Linked DNA regions of Mus musculus: all the other regions are linked to region 3. The links are chromatin contacts, called in public ChIA-PET and promoter capture Hi-C maps. All regions are on one chromosome and are shown on one strand. Each heading gives the region's core, a stretch centred on a gene start, on an enhancer-like site or on the middle of the called end of the contact. The rest is flanking DNA. Distances are from core to core; before and after follow the strand shown.

The links. Promoter capture Hi-C pulls out the DNA fragments that hold promoters and counts their contacts. ChIA-PET counts read pairs in DNA pulled down with a chosen protein or histone mark. Capture Hi-C pulls out chosen DNA fragments and counts their contacts.
Region 1: a contact with region 3 is called in a promoter capture Hi-C map of pre-B cells, with 2.2 times the contacts expected there. The contact joins the promoter of Zfp119a here to the promoter of Micos13 in region 3. A contact is called at or near these places in 2 of 39 promoter capture datasets (liver and pre-B cells).
Region 2: a contact with region 3 is called in an RNA polymerase II ChIA-PET map of memory CD8 T cells, with 53 read pairs. The contact joins the enhancer-like site here to the promoter of Micos13 in region 3. A contact is called at or near these places in 4 of 39 promoter capture datasets (the C10 cell line, liver and pre-B cells) and 4 of 115 datasets of contacts at active chromatin or transcription factors (bone marrow-derived macrophages, memory CD8 T cells, microglia and 1 more).
Region 4: a contact with region 3 is called in a promoter capture Hi-C map of adipose tissue. The contact joins the promoter of Mpnd here to the promoter of Micos13 in region 3. A contact is called at or near these places in 1 of 39 promoter capture datasets (hippocampal neurons), 1 of 115 datasets of contacts at active chromatin or transcription factors (memory CD8 T cells) and 3 of 9 other capture datasets (adipose tissue, embryonic stem cells and liver).

The regions. Positions count from the first base shown.
Region 1 is chr17:55,877,292-55,881,553 of GRCm38.p6, forward strand. Zfp119a (zinc finger protein 119a) reads right to left here and starts at 1,662. Exons shown (of 4, transcript NM_144546.6): 1 at 1,569-1,662. The coding sequence starts at 1,571.
Region 2 is chr17:57,273,211-57,276,996 of GRCm38.p6, forward strand. No RefSeq gene overlaps it. Among named protein-coding and RNA genes, the nearest start is that of Vav1, 4.0 kb to the right of the region's middle. Within about 2 kb of position 2,356, at least 206 of the 459 cell types and tissues checked have an H3K27ac peak or open chromatin away from gene starts, as enhancers often do. A contact at or near this core is called in bone marrow-derived macrophages, liver, memory CD8 T cells and 3 more, where this site is marked.
Region 3 is chr17:56,607,143-56,611,418 of GRCm38.p6, forward strand. It overlaps Micos13 (mitochondrial contact site and cristae organizing system subunit 13), which reads right to left and starts at 2,629. Exons shown (of 4, transcript NM_153152.4): 1 at 2,498-2,629; 2 at 1,704-1,881; 3 at 1,496-1,550; 4 at 310-699. The coding sequence starts at 2,526. The coding sequence ends at 602. It also overlaps a transcript of Rpl36 not described here.
Region 4 is chr17:56,007,884-56,012,146 of GRCm38.p6, forward strand. It overlaps Mpnd (MPN domain containing), which reads left to right and starts at 1,318. Exons shown (of 13, transcript NM_026530.5): 1 at 1,318-1,373; 2 at 1,447-1,703; 3 at 2,394-2,630; 4 at 3,105-3,228; 5 at 3,735-3,816; 6 at 3,983-4,079. The coding sequence starts at 1,367. Stap2 (signal transducing adaptor family member 2) reads right to left here and starts at 253. Exons shown (of 14, transcript NM_145934.3): 1 at 1-253.

The DNA.
Region 1 (4,262 bases), core at 412-2,911, 730 kb before region 3:
AGCTGAGAGTTCTAAACCTTGATCCAATTGCAACCAGGAGACTTTCTTCCACAGGCAGCTAAGAAAAGGCTCTCTACACTGGGTGAAGCTTGAGCTGTAGCAGACCGTAAAGCCTACCCTCTTAGTCACACTCTTCCTCTAACAAGGCCACACCTCTTCCGATGAGGCTCTAACCTCCTAATAGTGCCACTTCCCACGGGCCAAGCATATTCAAACCATCACAGGCTCCTAGTCTAGCAATAATTCAAAATGTAATTATTCTCATTTCAAAGATCTCCATATTATATCACAGTCCCAACACTGTTTAAATGTCTAAAGTTTCGTCGAATACTAAGGGCAATCTCTTGACTTTGACATCATATAAACTCAAAATATACAAATTCTATAAATCAAAATAAACAAAAAGTATAACTTCTCAACATGCATGGGCTCAGAATACACTTTTCCTTTACAAAGAAGGAAAGATTGGACCAAGGCAACCCTGTGGGGCATAAATCAAATCATATAGGCAATGAGAATAAGAGCATTTTTGTGACATCTGAACAGAAAGAGAGAGCAAGATTAGAAGGAGAATACAGAGTGGAACAACTTAGAAACCATAGATAACATAAAAAAAAAAAAAAACAACTATGAGAGCAATGTACAGAATGCAGAGGGAAGAGAAAAAAAAAAGAGCTGCAGAGAGCAGAAGGAGCAGGCAGACTTCTCCTTACTATGGGACAGAACAGGTCTTTTCTAACTAACAAGGAAGGTTTGGTCTTAGTAAATAAAGAGAACAAAGCTTTACTCCTCTACACTAACTCCTCTAGAGGGGTTACAGGCTTCCTTAAAATAACCTTCCCTAACTTGTCTAAGAAGAAATTAAACAATTGGAGGCCTGCAAACTCAGGTTTAAGTGTGTATCTTTTCTCTGATTGCTCGCTATTATCCCTTGTTTCCCTCCCCACCCAGTTCTCTCAGAGAACCGGGAAAACCTGCCTGCACAGTACTTCCTGGGAAAGAATAGAGATCAACAGAACATGAGAGAAAATTTAGAAAGAAAAGAAAAAAAAACACACAACTAAAATAGAGTAAATGTTGATGAAAGAGGCCAGGAAACCCAGTGAGCCTGGCCTTACTAACACACGTTACTGGACGGTCAAGGCATCTACAAGTCTGTGTCGATGGCAAACACTTTGCATCTGCACAGAATTAACTGCGGACGGATCATACATCAGAACCTCAGGTGCCAAGTGCAGAACTTGTAGAAGACACCGGAGAAACTAGGGTTCTCCATGTCAGCACATCTGCCTTCCCTGGACACAGGAAAAGCAGCTGAGGCGCTCACTGCATGGTGACGTCAGCAACAAGGATGTTTTCACTCCAGGACCCGCGCCCCACACTCTGCGCAGGCGCAGCCCGGGATCGAAGTCAGACGTCCGGCTTCCGCTCCGGAGGTGCAGGGACCTCAGGTGAACAAACGCAATCACGCCGGGCGGCGAGTCTGACCGCCGGTTCCCGCACCCCGGGAGGAACCCCACACAGTCTCCCAAGGCTCCTCCCCGCGTGGGGACGGCGGCCCCGCTCACCATGGCGTGGAGACCGAGCTCGCCCCGCTCTCCTCACAGCTCCCGGCAGCGGGTGGCAGACCAGGACACGGAACCACAAGAGCCTCCCTCAGACCCGAGCCCGAACCTTTAGTATTAGGGAACGGAAGTGCTCTCCCCATTCTGGCTAGCGGATCCATGCGGCCGTGATTGGCTAGTAAGGAATGAGTGACAGCTCCCCTAGTCACCGAGGGCTGTGAAGTATCACAGCACAGTGGTTCCCAGTCCTGGTGTCCGCTCAGGCACAGAACTGTCTCAGACGCGGAGAGACAGGCATTGCCATAGAACTTGCGCCTGTTAGCGTACAGGCAGGTCCACAAGCCTACTCTCGGGGACCTAGCAGAGACTTCTGTCATCAGATGCCATCACCTGCCGATGCCATCAGGCGCGCCCGGTCTGTTTCAGGATGAATGTATCCACCCACCAGCCACCGGAGCTCTCTCCCTACTCGGCAGGCCGTCTCTCTGTTCCCGGTGTGCGCTCCTTTCTCTCTCTGCCTGTCATATGCCCACTTCTCTGCCTCTGTCCCTTCGCCAGGACCTCAGTCCCCCAACCCCCACCCCCCAATAAAGCTTTTTTACACCAGATGCATGGCGTAATTTCTCAGGACACACTTCAGCTCGATCTGCCAAAGCTACTTCACCTCACTCCATTATGTTTCCTAACAGCAGGACTGCACAGTCGTCCCTGCTCTGCTGCACTCAGGAGGCTCCTTAATCTAGGCACAAGGTCTCTAGCATACACAGATCACTAAACAACCTCAAGTGGAGTGATCCACCTGCCTCACAGCCAAAAGAGCATCCAGACTATCCAGGTCAAATTTAAACCTCCTGGTTGATATTCACCAGGCATCATCCATTTTTAAAAAGACTCATCTAAATTGCTCACACTTCTTTCAGCTAAACACTGGTAGCCAAAACACTAACACATTCCCAGCCTTTAGTGGTTGCACTGGCTCATTATGCCAGCACTTGGGAAGTGGAGTCAGGACATCAAAAGTTTAAGCCTAGTAATTCCAGGACAGCCAGGGAGGATACACAAAGAAATCCTGTCTCCAAAAAAAAAAAGTTTAAACCAGCTTGGTCTATGAACCCAAACACCAACTATTCTGGCCCCCAAAGGGGAGGTGACCAGGGTGTGATCAAGTGACCATAGGTGTGTGGGTTCATTTCTGGGTCTTCAATTCTGTTCCATTGATCTACCTGCCGGTCTCTATACCAATACCATGCAGTTTTTATCACTATTGCTCTGTAATACAGCTTGAGGTCAGGGATAGTGAATTCCCCCAGAATTTCTTTTATCATTGAGAATAGTTTTCATTATCCTGTTTCGTTTTGTTTTACTTTTTTTGTTATTCCAGATGAATTTGCAAATTGCTCTTTCTAACTGTGTGAAGAATTGAGTTGGAATTTTGATGGGGATTACATTGACTCGGTAGATTGTATGGGGCAAGGTGGCCATTTTTACTATATTAATCCTGCCAATCCATGAGCATGGGAGATCATTCCATCTTCTGAGATCTTCCATTTCTTTCTTCAGGGACTCGAAGTTCTTGTCATACAGATCTTTCATTTGCTTGGTTAGAGTCACACTAAGGTATGTAATAGTACCGTGACTATTGTGAAGGGTGTCATTTCCCTAATTTCTTTCTCAGCCTGTTTATCATTTGAGTACAGGAAGGCTACTGATTTGTTTGAGTTCCTTTTATATCCAGCCACCTTGCTGGAGTTGTTTATCAGCTGTAGGAGTTCTCTGGTAGAATTTTTGGGGTCACTTAAGTGTAATATCATTATCATCTGCAAATAGTGATATTTTGACTTCTTCCTTTCCAACTTGTATCCCTTTCATCTCCTTTTGTTGTCTAATTCTCTGGCTAGGACTCCGAGTACTTTATTGAATAGGTAAGGAGAGAGCGGGCAGCCTTGTCTAGTCCCTGATTTTAGTGGGATTGCTTCAAGTTTCTCTCCATTTAGTTTGATGTTGGCTATTGGTTTGCTGTGTATTGCTTTTATTATGTTTAGGTATGGGCCTTGAATTCCTGATCTTTCCAAGACTTTTATCATGAAGGGGTGTTGGATTTTGTCAAATGCTTTCTCAGTTTGTTTATGTAGTAGATTACATTGATGGATTTCCGTATTATTGAACCATCCCTGCATCCCTGGGATGAAACCTACTTGACCGTGGTGAATGATCGTTGTCTTAGTCAGGTTTTCTATTCCTGGACAAAATATCATGACCAAGAAGCAAGTTGGGGAGGAGAGGGTTTATTCGGCTTACACTTCCACATTGCTGTTCATCACTTAAGGAAGTCAGGACTGGAACTCAAGCAGGTCAGGAAGCAGGAGCTGATGCAGAAGCCATGGAGGGATGTTCCTTACTGGCTTGCTTCCCCTGGCTTGCTCAGCCTGCTCTTTTATAGAACCAAGACTACCAGCCCAGAGGTGGCACCACCTACAAGGGGACCTCCCCGCTTGATCACTAATTGAGAAAATGCCTTACATCTGGATCTCGTGGAGGCATTTTCCCCAACTGAAACTCCTTTCTCTGTGATAACTCCAGCTGTGTCAGGTTGACACAAAACTAGCCAGTACAAGCATGTTCTTGGATTTGGTTGGCAAGAATTGTGTTGAGTATTTTTGCATCAGTGTTCATAAGGGAGATTGGTCTGAAGTTCTC
Region 2 (3,786 bases), core at 1,106-3,605, 670 kb after region 3:
CTACAGAGTGAGACCCAATCTGAAAAAGTTTTCCAAACAGTAAAAATAAAATTGAACAATAATATTCGATTTTATTGATGGGAACTGCACATCTGTGGGCTCCTTGCCAAGATGTAAGATGTTATATATTACTTTCCAACAAAACACAATTTTTGTTTATTGTTTTGAGGGTCTCATGTAGCCCAGGCTGGCTGGAACTCATTATATAACCCAGGATGCTTTTGAACTCCTGTCTCCACCTCCCCGGTGCTGGGATGACAGGCAGGAACCCCCAAGCTGGGCTTGTTTAGTGCTGGTCAGGAACCTGAGGCTTCATGCATGCTAGGCTCTACTACCGAACCACAGGCTGAGCCCTCCTTCCTCCCATCCCCATTTGAAATTCAAACTTAGAGACTACAATTTTACATTTTGAGTTTCTCCATGTATTTGGGAATTTTGTTAGTATATGATAGTTAGGTTTTAGGTCTTAGACATTATTTCACAAGCGTCAGCCTGTGTCTCAAATACGTCAGAAAAATCATATTGGATGGGAGGGTTTTGTGTGTGTGTGTGTGTGTGTGTGTGTGTGTGTGGTCTGTCTGTCTGTCTGTCTGTCTGTCTGTCTCCCTATCTCCAGATGCCGTCTAGGAGTCTAGGAGTCTAGAAGTGACCCAGGCCCAGGCTTTGGGAAGAGGTGCACAGCAGGATTCTTGCTTCTTGAGTCACTACTTCCTGGAAAGAGGGGAGGGGGGCAAGGCGACCTCAGCTGAGACCTGTGCCCTGGGGGTGGGGTGGGGTGGGGTGGGTGAGGCAGGAGGAAGCTGCTGCACGCGCTGCATACCTAAAGCCAGGTGTGCTCCAAAATATGCACACTTCCTGTTTGTCACCTAGGTAACTCCGCCCCCTCCCACTCCCCATGGTCCTGAACTTCACACCTCATATAGAATTTTCTGTTTCTCCAGTAGCCAATGGAGGAATGGGGGCAGGCGCAAACTCTAGTTCAAGTTTGGAAATCTCAATCGATGGAGTCGTCATTGTCTGGGTCTTTTGGGGGATAATTTACTTGGGCGGGGGAGCGTAGGGGTGGGGAAACAGGGAAGGGAATAGGCAGACTTGAGGGAGATCTGTGGGTCTACTGTGTCTGTGCACAGCTGCACAAAGATTCAGGGGTGTAGTCTCCAGCAGACACTCCACAGATTCAGGTGGAGTTGGGATCTGGGGGGTCTCACTTTTCACACTAAGCTGATATGGATGATTTAAGACCTACTGTGTATCAGCCTGTCCCTGGAAGCTCAGTTACCCCAATTCCAGCTACAACCAACAACCAACAGAGAGATGAACGAAGATAATTTCTAATGGTCCCTCCTGGTTTAAGCCATGAGACAGGAAGATTCGAGAAGGAAGGCTAGGGGGAGCAGGCTTTTTTTTTTTTAATTTAAATTTTATTTAAATAAACAACATTCAAATTCATTTACATTATATAAAAATTAATTTAAATGACAGACCGGGTGCCCAGGTTCGAGGATGGTGGTCAGAGGACAAATCTGTAGAAAAGGCTCTCTCCTTCCATCTTCACGTGCGTTCCAGGGACGGAACTCAGGCTAGCAGGCTTTAGGGACAAGCGCCCTCATCAGCTGAGTTATATTGCCAGCCCCACGCGGACTGGCGTTCTTTAAGTATGAAAGGAGGCGGTAACTTGGGAGCTGAGACCTAGGTTTAGATTGAGGCAAGTTTTGGGATGCCTGAGAGGTCCGTGGTGGTGGGGTATGGAGAATGAAGAGTGAGGCGGTTAGACGGGCTAATTTTGATCTTTTCACAGGACCAAAATGCTGATGTGGGTGAGGAGTGGACCAGAAAAAGAGGCCAGGAGGGGAGACCACTCAGTAAGAGGCGCGCCCCGTTTTAGCCAGTGACCACAGGGGAGTTTAGGAAAGGTTTTGGAGCCAGCCAGGGAGGGAGGGGCAGATCCGGATTTGCGATGGCGTACACGAAAGTGGAAGCCAAGAGTATTTCCGCAGAGAGCAGGAAACACGCTGGGAGCTGCGCGAGGGCCACCTAAGACACGCCTGGGTTCCCGGACACGCATGACGCGTGGCTATTCACTTGGAGAGCTATTCCGGCGCCCGCAGACTGTCTTGGATAGATCCTCCGGTTCTCCCTAAGGGCTGATGGCTCCACCCTGACCAGTAGGGAGCCCGGGATCTTACAACGACCACCTCCTCACTTACCTGGAGGGGACTCGGGGAATCCGACGGGACTCAACCTGAAGGCTCAGCCGCTGAGCAGCGAAATGCCCACACCCCAGCTAGGCCCAGCCTCCGCTGCCCTCACCTGGCTGGTGCCCAGCCCCGGCCCCTGGCTCCGCCCCTATAAGCCCCGCCCCATCGAGGCCCTCTCCGTCAGGCCCCGCCTCCATAGGAACCTCCCAGGCGCTCAACCAGCCCCTTTGGAACAAGTCCCCGTCGGAAGCCGCGCTCCCTTTGAACCTCTGTGTGTGTGTGTGTGTGTGTGTGTGTGTGTGTGTGTGTGTGTGCGTGCGCGCGCGCCTGTGCATGTGCGCGCGCGCGTGTTTGTCTTGTTCTCTTTATTTCTTTTCCTTGGCATCTCCAAGTGGCCCTTACTTACTGTCCAGTTCTTTAAACAGACGCCCCACCTCCTCACGGCCACGCCCCACTAGTGCTGAAGTTTGGGAAACTAGAACGATTTTTACGCTTTCTTTCTTTTTCCTCTTCGTTTTTTTCTCCTATCTCCCAGCTCCTTTATAGCACTCAGCTATGTATCCGAGGATGACTTAGGCTCCTGATCCTTGAGAGCCGGGATGACAGGTGTGCCATATCTGGTTTATGTGGTGGCTGGGACTGACCTGAGAGAGCGCCCTGCCCACTGAGGGCCAGCCTCAAGCTCTGGAATGACTTTTACTACATGCCATGTCTCCCTGAACGAGTTGAGGCTGTCTCTCCAAATCCCCAGGGATTCAAGTCGGTTCAGGGCAGCTCTGGGGCTGTGGCGTCAAACCTGCAGCTTCCTCCAGGCCCGCCCCCGCCCCGGTTTGGAATTGTGAGAAAGGCGACAGCCTCCCGCTAAAGACGGGATCGGGCTGGATTTTGGGACCAGGACGAGGAAAGAGGGAATCTTTTCTCAGGTTGGGGGTGGGGCTGTATCCTGATGGCTGGAGAAGAGTTAGAGGAAGTCGAGGGTTGGGAATTTGCGGCAAGAGAGGCAATACTACGTTTATTCAAAGGCCACGTTTGTACACTGGCCCAGCACGCAGGAATCAGGATTTCAGCGTCAGCCTTAGATACATCACGAAGTTCAAGGTCAGTCTGAGCTCTACATGAGACTTTAGTAAAGTATTCTATATAATAGAGGCAGCCCTCATTAAACTCCTACGGTAAACCAAGACAATTCGGCTTGCCTTCTCTTGTCTCAACGGCTCAGTTTTCAGTTACATCCTCCTAGGAATGAGACGTGTACCATTCACCCCCATTTTCTCTATGGAGAGATCGAAGCACGAGACGAGAGGAACTAAGCCATTCGTGCAAATGTACCTCAGCTTGGAAGTGGTGGAGATGGAATTCGAATCTAGAAACCTAGTGGGCGCTCTCCAGCTGCCTCTCGTTTTTGTTTTGTTTTCACTGCCTGGCCTTCCTACCCTAACTGCGTGCAAAGAAAACAAATTGTTACCCGGTTTAGAGAAGAGGGAGAGGACGCGTAGGAAGTCACAGACGCCAAAAATAGGGGATAGAAATTGTCCTCGCCTGTAAGGTTGCAAAACGGGAGGGTTTTCAGGTTGTGCCCACCCCTACC
Region 3 (4,276 bases), core at 1,379-3,878:
GATGGAGAGCTCACAACAGACAGTGCCAGTGTGTATATACAAGCACACCCACACAAGCACTAAGTTAAGAAAATGCCTCCGTCAGATTGGACTGTGGGACACTTTCTTGATTGATGACTATGGGTAGGTGGTCCTGGGTGTTATTAGAAAGCAGGCTGAGCAAACCATGGAGAACAAGCCTATAAACTAATTTTCCATGGCCTCTACTTCAGTCCTGCCTCCAGATTCCTGCCCTAACTTCCCTTAGTGATGGAGAATGACCTGAGAGTAACAAGCTGAAATAAACCCTTTCCTATCCAAGCTACTTCTGGTCATGGTTTTTATCACACAAAATTTTTAAAAGTTAAAACAAAAAACTAAAACTAAAATCTTTCTGGGCTCCAAACATTACATCTGGAACATAGAGATCCCTGTTAGCCAGGACTCTGCCCATAAAGCAAAGGCTCTACATCCCCCCCCCACCAGAAAACCGGCTGGGGACCATTCCCAAGTCCTTTATTGGGCCAGCAATGCTGGAAGCTGCCCTCAGAGTGAGGTCCCCACTGGGATGTCTCTGCCATCCTGGTCTTGACCCCCATAATGCTGGGGCAGGTGGCATCCATTACTTGCTGTGTTCCTTGAGGTACTCCCAGCCCTCCTTGGAGTATTCTCGGGCCTTGGAGGGGGCCACCGACAAGGCTGACATGACTGAGATGATGCCTGCAGAGACAGCACACAGGTGCCATAAGGTCCCCACCTTGCCAGAGCCACTCAGCCAGCCAACCCCTGGGGAGTGCAAGAGCAGTACATGGAGGAGGAATGGGACTAGCCTTTCCTGATGGACAAGTTCCAGTGTGGATCTAAACCACAACCCCTTCCCTATGCTCTGTTTTAAAAGGTTTCATCTCACTAATATATTCCAAGGTTATCCTCAAACTCTCAGTCCTTCTGCCTCAGCTCTTCCCAGTGCTGAGATTATAGGTGTGTATAACAATATCCAGCTTTTCTTTGTGGAGACAAGGTCTCATATATCCCATATGGCCTGGAATTCCCTATGTAGTCAAAGATGACCCTGAAATCCTTCATTCTCTTGCCTGCACTGAGTGCTGAGATGACAGACCTACAAACACCATGCCTGATTTATGGGGTGCTGACGACAGGACCCAGAGCTTTATGCATGCTAGGAAAGATCTTTACCACTGATCTACAACCCCAACCCCTTAGGGTTTTTTTAAGTATTTTGTTTTTCCTATTTTTGAGAAAGGATGTCCCTGTGTAGTCCTGGCTATAGATCAAGCTGGCCTTGAAACTACAATTTTCCTGCCTCGGCCTCCCAAATACTAAAGTCACAATCATGGGCCACCATACCCAGTCCTTTCTACTTAGTTCCATAGGTGATATACAGGCACACAAACAGGAAAACATGGAGGAGTAGAAAGGGTCAATGAGGTAAACAGGGCTGGGAGAGAGGCTGGGGTGCCCAGGCATCCCCCCAAGCAGGGGCATAGGGGCCTACCTGAGTTCCAGGAATCACGGAAGTTTGGAAATTTAATCTTTGGAGGGGTTGGGAGCTGGGAAGAAAGAGGAACACGGGCTGACACGGGAAACAGGTCACAGCCTTGTCTCCCAAACCCAGAAACACAAAACTCCACCAAGCAGGGGTGGAGGAGGCCCCAAGGACACCCAGAAGCAACCTGTAGGCCACCCACTCCCAGCCAAGGTACCTGTGGCATCTCCAGACCTGTCTGCTGGCACACATATTGGCTGAACTGGTACATTGCTGGTGGCACAACCTCCTCGGCCTTCCGCAGGGCAGCCTCACTCTTGTCACTAGGCCCCAGCAGCTCCTGGTCATAAACAAGGTAGACTGCTCCTCCAGCCACACTTCCCTTAATGAGGAACCTTCAGGAATACATGAAGGGAGACGCTGTGGGGGGCAGGATCTCAGAGATCAGACAGTTGATCATTTTTTGTTGTTGTTGTTTTGTTTTTCGAGACAGGGTTTCTGTGTAGCCCTGGCTGTCCTGGAACTCACTCTGTAGACCTGGCTGGCCTCGAACTCAGAAATCCGACTGCCTCTGCCTCCTAAGTGCTGGGATTAAAGGCGTGTGCCACCACTCCCGGCCAGTTGATCATTTCATTTGCCTTTGTGACACGACTTTTAGCAGTAAACGGAGTCTTAAAGAGAGACAGGGTGGGTCATTCGAAACCCTGCAAAGGATAATGGACACTCAAGATCCCTGGTACAAAACCTTCCAGGGTGTCTGGCGGAGCTTCCCCGCAAGTTACTCAAGTCAGCTACGGAGGGAGATGGGCAGGATTGCCTACGCATCTGAATTGCACCTAAGAGTAAATTGAAGCAGTAGGGTGATAAGGGCTGGCTGAAGCCAGTTTCCCTACACAGACCGTGAGAAAGGTCCGTAACAACCGGAAGTGAGCCGTCGCAGGACCCTAAGCCACGAGGCAGAGATGCCTACAGCCCCGAACTTTCTCAGGGCCTCCACGATTGTCCACGCACCTCATTAGCGACCACACTCGAGCCACCATGGTTAGTCTCTCGCTTCACTCGCCGCGCAAGGACAAGTAATTCGCCCGCCGCTTCCGGTTGGTGTCGCTGCTGAGACTCCTGGGAAATGTAGTGGTCGCTGTCAGCCGCAATGGAGTTAGACTCTTGTAGGTCGAGGTCCGTGGCTGCCGCAATTCTTTCTGGGAAATGTATTAGTTAGGCGGAAGACCAAAGAAGGGCTAGGCCGCGAAGGCTCCTGGGAAATGTAGTCTGGAGGCACGACAGAGACGAGCCCTCGGAAGACACTGGTCGGATTCCCCGCGCCCGCGCGGAGAATTGAGTGTCCCCCAGGTGAAGCAAGCCTAAGTGATGGTTACCACGGCAACGCGAGGGCTGGATTGTTCCAGAGAAGCAGGCCTTTGGTTCACGTGAGCGGTTAGGGGTGTGGCTCTAACCTAGGAAGCTTGGAGAGGCTACAGATGGCCTGTGAGATGGACGCTTGCCAAGGTTGTTGACTTGCCAAGGCCAAGGCGCTGGAGGATCCCTGCCGGGTAGAAGTCTTGGGGTCATGTGAGAACGGGTTGGCGGTGGGTGGTCCGGAGTACAAGGAGCCACACTGGGGTGCGAAGTGCCGCAGGAGGGGTTAGCGGCCAAGTGGACATCATGTAGATCCCTGTTCGGTTGCAAGGTGAGCTTGAGCAGATGTGCACCATGGATGCATGGATGCCTTGTAATTGTCTATGGAGACCTATTGTCCTAATTACTTCTCAGTTGTCCTGACAAAGCACCATGGCCAAGGCAACTCAATAGAAGGAAAAGTTTTCTGCTTCCAGTTTCAGAGGACCATGACCATCGTAACGCGGAGCATGACAGCAGGCAAACCGGGATGGCGCTGGAGCAGCAGCTGAGAGCTTACATTGTGGCTCATAAGCTGAAAGAGACTACAGGGTATTGTGTGGGCTTTTGAAACCTTAAAGTCCACACCACTGTCACCCCTGCCCCAAGAAAACTTATCTCCTAATCCTTGCCAAACAGTTCTACCAAATGGGGACCAAGCATTCAAATACATGAAACTGTAGGGGTCATTCCGATTCAACCATACACAAGACCCCCCCCACACACAACTTTATTTCTTTATTACTTATTTTTGTGTTGGGTTTGGTTTGGTTTGCCTTTGGTTGGTTATTGTTTGCTTGCTTGTTTTGAGGCAAGGTTTGTCTAACAGTCCTGGCTGTCCTGGAACTCACTTTGTGGCCCAGGCTGGCCTCGAACTCACAGCTCTGCCTGCATCTGCCTCTTAAGTGTTGGTATTAAAGTGTGTTCCACCATCACCCAGCTTTGTGGGTTTTTTTCTTTTTTAGACGGGGTCTTATTCTTTGTACGTGATTGGTCTGGAACTCATATGGACCAAAGCTGAATTCTCCTGCCTGGGCCTCCTCATTCCTGCTTTTACAGACATGTCCAGTGTCTATGGTGACATTTTCTCCTTTTCACCCAGAACTAAAATAAACCAACCCTCATGACTAAGAATGGGTGAGAGGAGCCTAGAACATGGCAAGGTAGCATGTGGCATTGCCAGTAGCGCTTAGACAGTGTATCTTTGGACCTAAGATTTGAAAGAAGTAAGTTTTAGGGAAGAGCGTCCAAGCAAGAACTCAGCCAGTGCACAGGCCCAGGACCTGGGACAAAGCTGAGCAGACTGGGCAGTTTGGACTGGCTCCTGGAGGACCCTTTAAGGGGCCCAGGGCTTTGTTTTCCCCCCACTCCCAGAATGACCAGAGTGAGTGGTCT
Region 4 (4,263 bases), core at 68-2,567, 600 kb before region 3:
CCTTTTGGATCGAGGTGGAAGATAAACAGGATGAAAACGTCCAGTGAGCAGAACTTGGAGCCTCTCTCAAGGCTTTGCCTGTTTACAAGATGGTTAGACCTGCATATTGTGCCGGGACTTGGAAGCGGTAAACTATGGAGCCCAAAGTCTGGTGGCCTGGGCTAAGGGAAGAGTGGTTCTCGGACTGGTGAGATGGCTCAGTGGGTAAGAGCACCCGACTGTTCTTCCGAAGGTCAGGAGTTCAAATCCCAGCAACCACATGGTGGCTCACAACCATCCATAACGAGATCTGACTCCCTCTTCTGGAGTGTCTGAGGACAGCTACAGTGTACTTACATATAATAAATAAATAAACAAATCTTAAAAAAAAAAAAGAATGATTCTCATTACTCAGACCTTTCCAGAGCATCCTGCCTCTTTCCCCAGTTTGAGGCCACCCGGATTTTCAGACCTCCCTGGGTTGGGGTAATCTGTGATGAAGGACAAATCAGGATGAGAACAAAGGCCCAGGGCCTTGGGCGCCTAGTAACACCGCCCCTTCCCGCTCGCTGATTACACGTGAACGCCGATTGGCTGAGTGGGAACCATCCCTTGTCGCTGATTGGATGCTGGAGGCACCTGGTGATTGGCTGATGAGAACTGCCATTGGGCTGAGTTAACCCTAGAAAGGCTAAAGCTGGCCAGGCTCAGACCTTTCGATCCAGCTATAACGCGCAGCTGCTTTCCTAAAGCGGCTCTACATTTCTTACAAACCTGTTTCTTCCCTGCTCCCAACCATCAAGGGCTCTGCCTTTAGCTAGCGCACTAGCCTCACTAGCAGCTTCCTTCATCGCTGCTGTAGGCTGAGGGAATCATGAGCTCCAGGATGCAGCCCCACTAAGGGAGTATAGTCCCCCTGAGAGCAGGGGATGGGGGGCGGCGTCCTGAGTCTGTTTTTCCCTCTAGTTCACCATCTGCTTCAGTTTCCCTTGTGTCCCAAGGTCTTCCCTCATTTCTTTAACTGCGCGTGGGCAGGCCCAAGACCTAAGGTTTCCATCTCTTTCCTGAAAGCTGAGCCACTCCTGCTCAGGGATCAAAGTTGCAACCTAGTAGCTGGTGGCCTCGAGTATGGTATCTCTAGTCCCTGAATGAGAAGGTCCTGGGCCTGTTTCCTTCTCCAGGTCTCCCCCAACCTCCAGCTTTAGTTTCGCCAAATTGCACCGGATCGCTCCAACTCCAGTGCAAGCACAACCCAACCGCTCCGTATCCCCTCCGCCCCCGGCGGGCCAAACCTCCCCACCCATTTTCAGTAACCAATAGACTGCTGTGTCCCCGCGCGGGGAGGAGCCCGTTCACTCGGAGGAGGCTGTGCCGGGACACAGCGTCCATGGCAGGTAGGATGGTCCGCGCAGGCGGGGACGGGGCAGCGGGACGCGACCTCTGCAGCCAGTTGCTATTTCGCTGCAGCTCCCGAGTCTCTGTCTCCCGGGGCCACGGCCGAGGAGGCGCCGGAGGAGGATGAGGACGACGCGGAGGCCGAGGACCCCGAGCGCGGGACGGGTAGCGGAGGGCGCAGCGGCAGCCTCGGTGGCAGCGGAGGCGGCACGGCAGGGCCTGGGATGGCCCTAGGGGGCGCGCTCACGAGGCGCGCGGTCACGCTTCGGGTGCTGCTCAAAGACGAGCTGCTGGAGCCCGGTGAGGGGGTGCTATCCATCTACTACCTGGTGAGCGACCCCCGGAGACCGTTCATGTCCTCCACTGCTAGCGTATAAAGAGAAACTGAAGCCCAGAGGAACCGTGTTAATCACAATGCCACATAGCTATAACCACTGCCATCTGGGTGTGTCCGCGGGCAACCAATCTGTGTGATTGCGGCTTCCCCATCTGTAAAATGAGGCCTTCCTTCCCAGGCTCTCTATGAAGATGATGGCTTCAAAACTGTGTACTGTTATTTAAAATGATCGCCCAAAAAACTCTTTGTGATACCAAGAATGGAAGGGAGCTTTACCCCTGACTATGCCCCCAGCCCCCTCACTGCGGGATTCTAAGCAGGGGGTCAATTCCTGACCTTGCACCCAACCAACCCCTCACTTGGGAATTTTAGGCAGGAGTTCTACCTCTGAGAACAGTCTTATTAAGTATTCCAAGCAGGTTCTGAAGTTGTGTGCTTCCTGCCTCAGCTTCCCCAGTAGTTGGGCTGACAGGCCTGGGCCGTTATGCCTGCTCTGGCTGCCATTACTTAATTTTAAAGTTGTGCATCTGGGTGTGGAGTGCCAGGAGTACTGGTGTGAAAGATGGAGTTCCTGTGACAGTACCTCTTGGGAGCCTTAGAAGAACAAGGACGCCAAGCCTCAGGGAGAAAGGAGTTAGGAATCACTAGGACTGAAGTGTTTCAGCCCCCTCTGTCGCTGCAGGGCAGGAAGTTTACTGGGGACCTGCAGCTGGATGGCAGGATCGTGTGGCAGGAAACTGGACAAGTCTTCAACTCACCCAGCGCCTGGGCCACACACTGCAAGAAGCTCGTCAACCCAGCCAAGAAATCTGGCTGTGGCTGGGCCTCTGTCAAGTACAAGGGCCAGAAGCTGGACAAATACAAGGCCGCCTGGCTTCGCCGGCACCAGCTACATATGCCTGTAGCTACGGCCGATGAGGTAGGAAGTACGTGCCTTCCACCTTGCGCTGTGGGGATGAGGTTGCAAAGGCCGTGGGGCAAGATAGAGTCTGATGTGATTCAGCAAGACGGCCTGAATTCTGAAGCACGGGAAGGAGGAAGGCAGGGAGGGGCAAGCAAGGCCAGGAGGGCCTCCTGGGCTGCCCGGAGGACTTGGGCTTTGATCCTGAAGGAGGTGGGGGTCATGAATACTATTGGCAGAGGGAACTGCTGCAGGGAGACTGTCAGGGGAGAGACAGGGCTCCGAGACAGTCAGTCTCACCCGAAGTAGTACAGCCAGGAGAAGACAGGCTGAATCCCAAGCGTGGGGAGAATCCGCACCTCGGACACCTCTGCTCACCGTCGCCCTCTGGCGGTTGGTCCAGGCAATGGCACCTCGGGCTCAAGCCTGGGCTCCAGTTTGTACTGAGTGAAGCTCCCAGCTGATGTTGTTGCTACACTCCATTCCCACCAGAGTCCCACCAGTGAAGGGGAGGAGGAAGAACTGCTGTTGGAGGAGGAGGAAGAAGATGTGCTGGCTGGGGTCTCATCAGAGGACAAAGGCCACAGACCCCCTGGGAAGGGTTCCTTGGAGCCAGGTGAGGGGCCAGGGCAGAGGCACTATGATGTGGGAAGATGGCTTTGATGTTTCTTAGGCCTGGGGAATCCTGAATCCTGATTCATATTCATATTCTCTCTCTCTCTCTCATTCTCTCTCTCTCTCTCTCTCTCTCTCTCTCTCTCTCTTTCTGTCTGTCTCTGTCTCTGTCTCTCTCTCTCTGAGACAGGTTCTCATTGTAGCCCTGACTGGCTCAGAACTCACAGAGATGCATCCTCTGAGTGCTAGGGTTAAGGGCATGTATTATCTATTTATTGTGATGGGGCATGTAGATCAGAAGTTGGGTCCCTTCTTCCACCATGTGGGGTCTAGGAATCAAACTCAGGTCATCACACTTGGTTGCAAGATCTGCTGAGCCATCTCGCTGGCCCTGCTTCCTCTGGCTCCCTTGGGCATCCTTGCTTCTATGCGAAGAGAAGAGAGCAGAGGGCTTACAGTGACTTCTCTCTCCCTCCCCCTCTCCTCTCCCCCCATCCCTTTCTCCAGAGGCCACACCCCCAGGGAAGCGTATGGACAAGGTGCCAGTGCCCATCCGTTACTGCATGCTGGGCAGCCGAGACTCCGCCAGGTCAGTTACATCATCTGCCCTGGTCCTGGCTTCCCTGGAATCCTTGGTTGGTTTGATCCAGCAAAGGCAGGGCCTGGAGTCCTTGGCTGCTGAGAGTACTCAGGACGGGTGGAGGTGGGAAAGAGCCTGAGTTCCTAAAGCCCTGGGACCCTCCTGACTACTCCAGGAACCCCCACACTCTGGTAGAAGTAACATCCTTTGCTGCCATCAACAAGTTCCAGCCATTCAACGTGGCCGTTTCCAGTAATGTGCTGTTCCTCTTGGTAAGTGGCTAAAGTCAATTTGCCTGGTCACCTTCCATGTCTAGGAACAAGGAACTCACTGACCTTCCTGGGTGAGGGACACTGAAGAGATATACAGAAAGCACTCAGTAAGGGCTTACTATTAGTAAATAATACGTGCTCATTTAGGAATGGACCCCACTGCCTTTGCACATGCTAGGTGCCT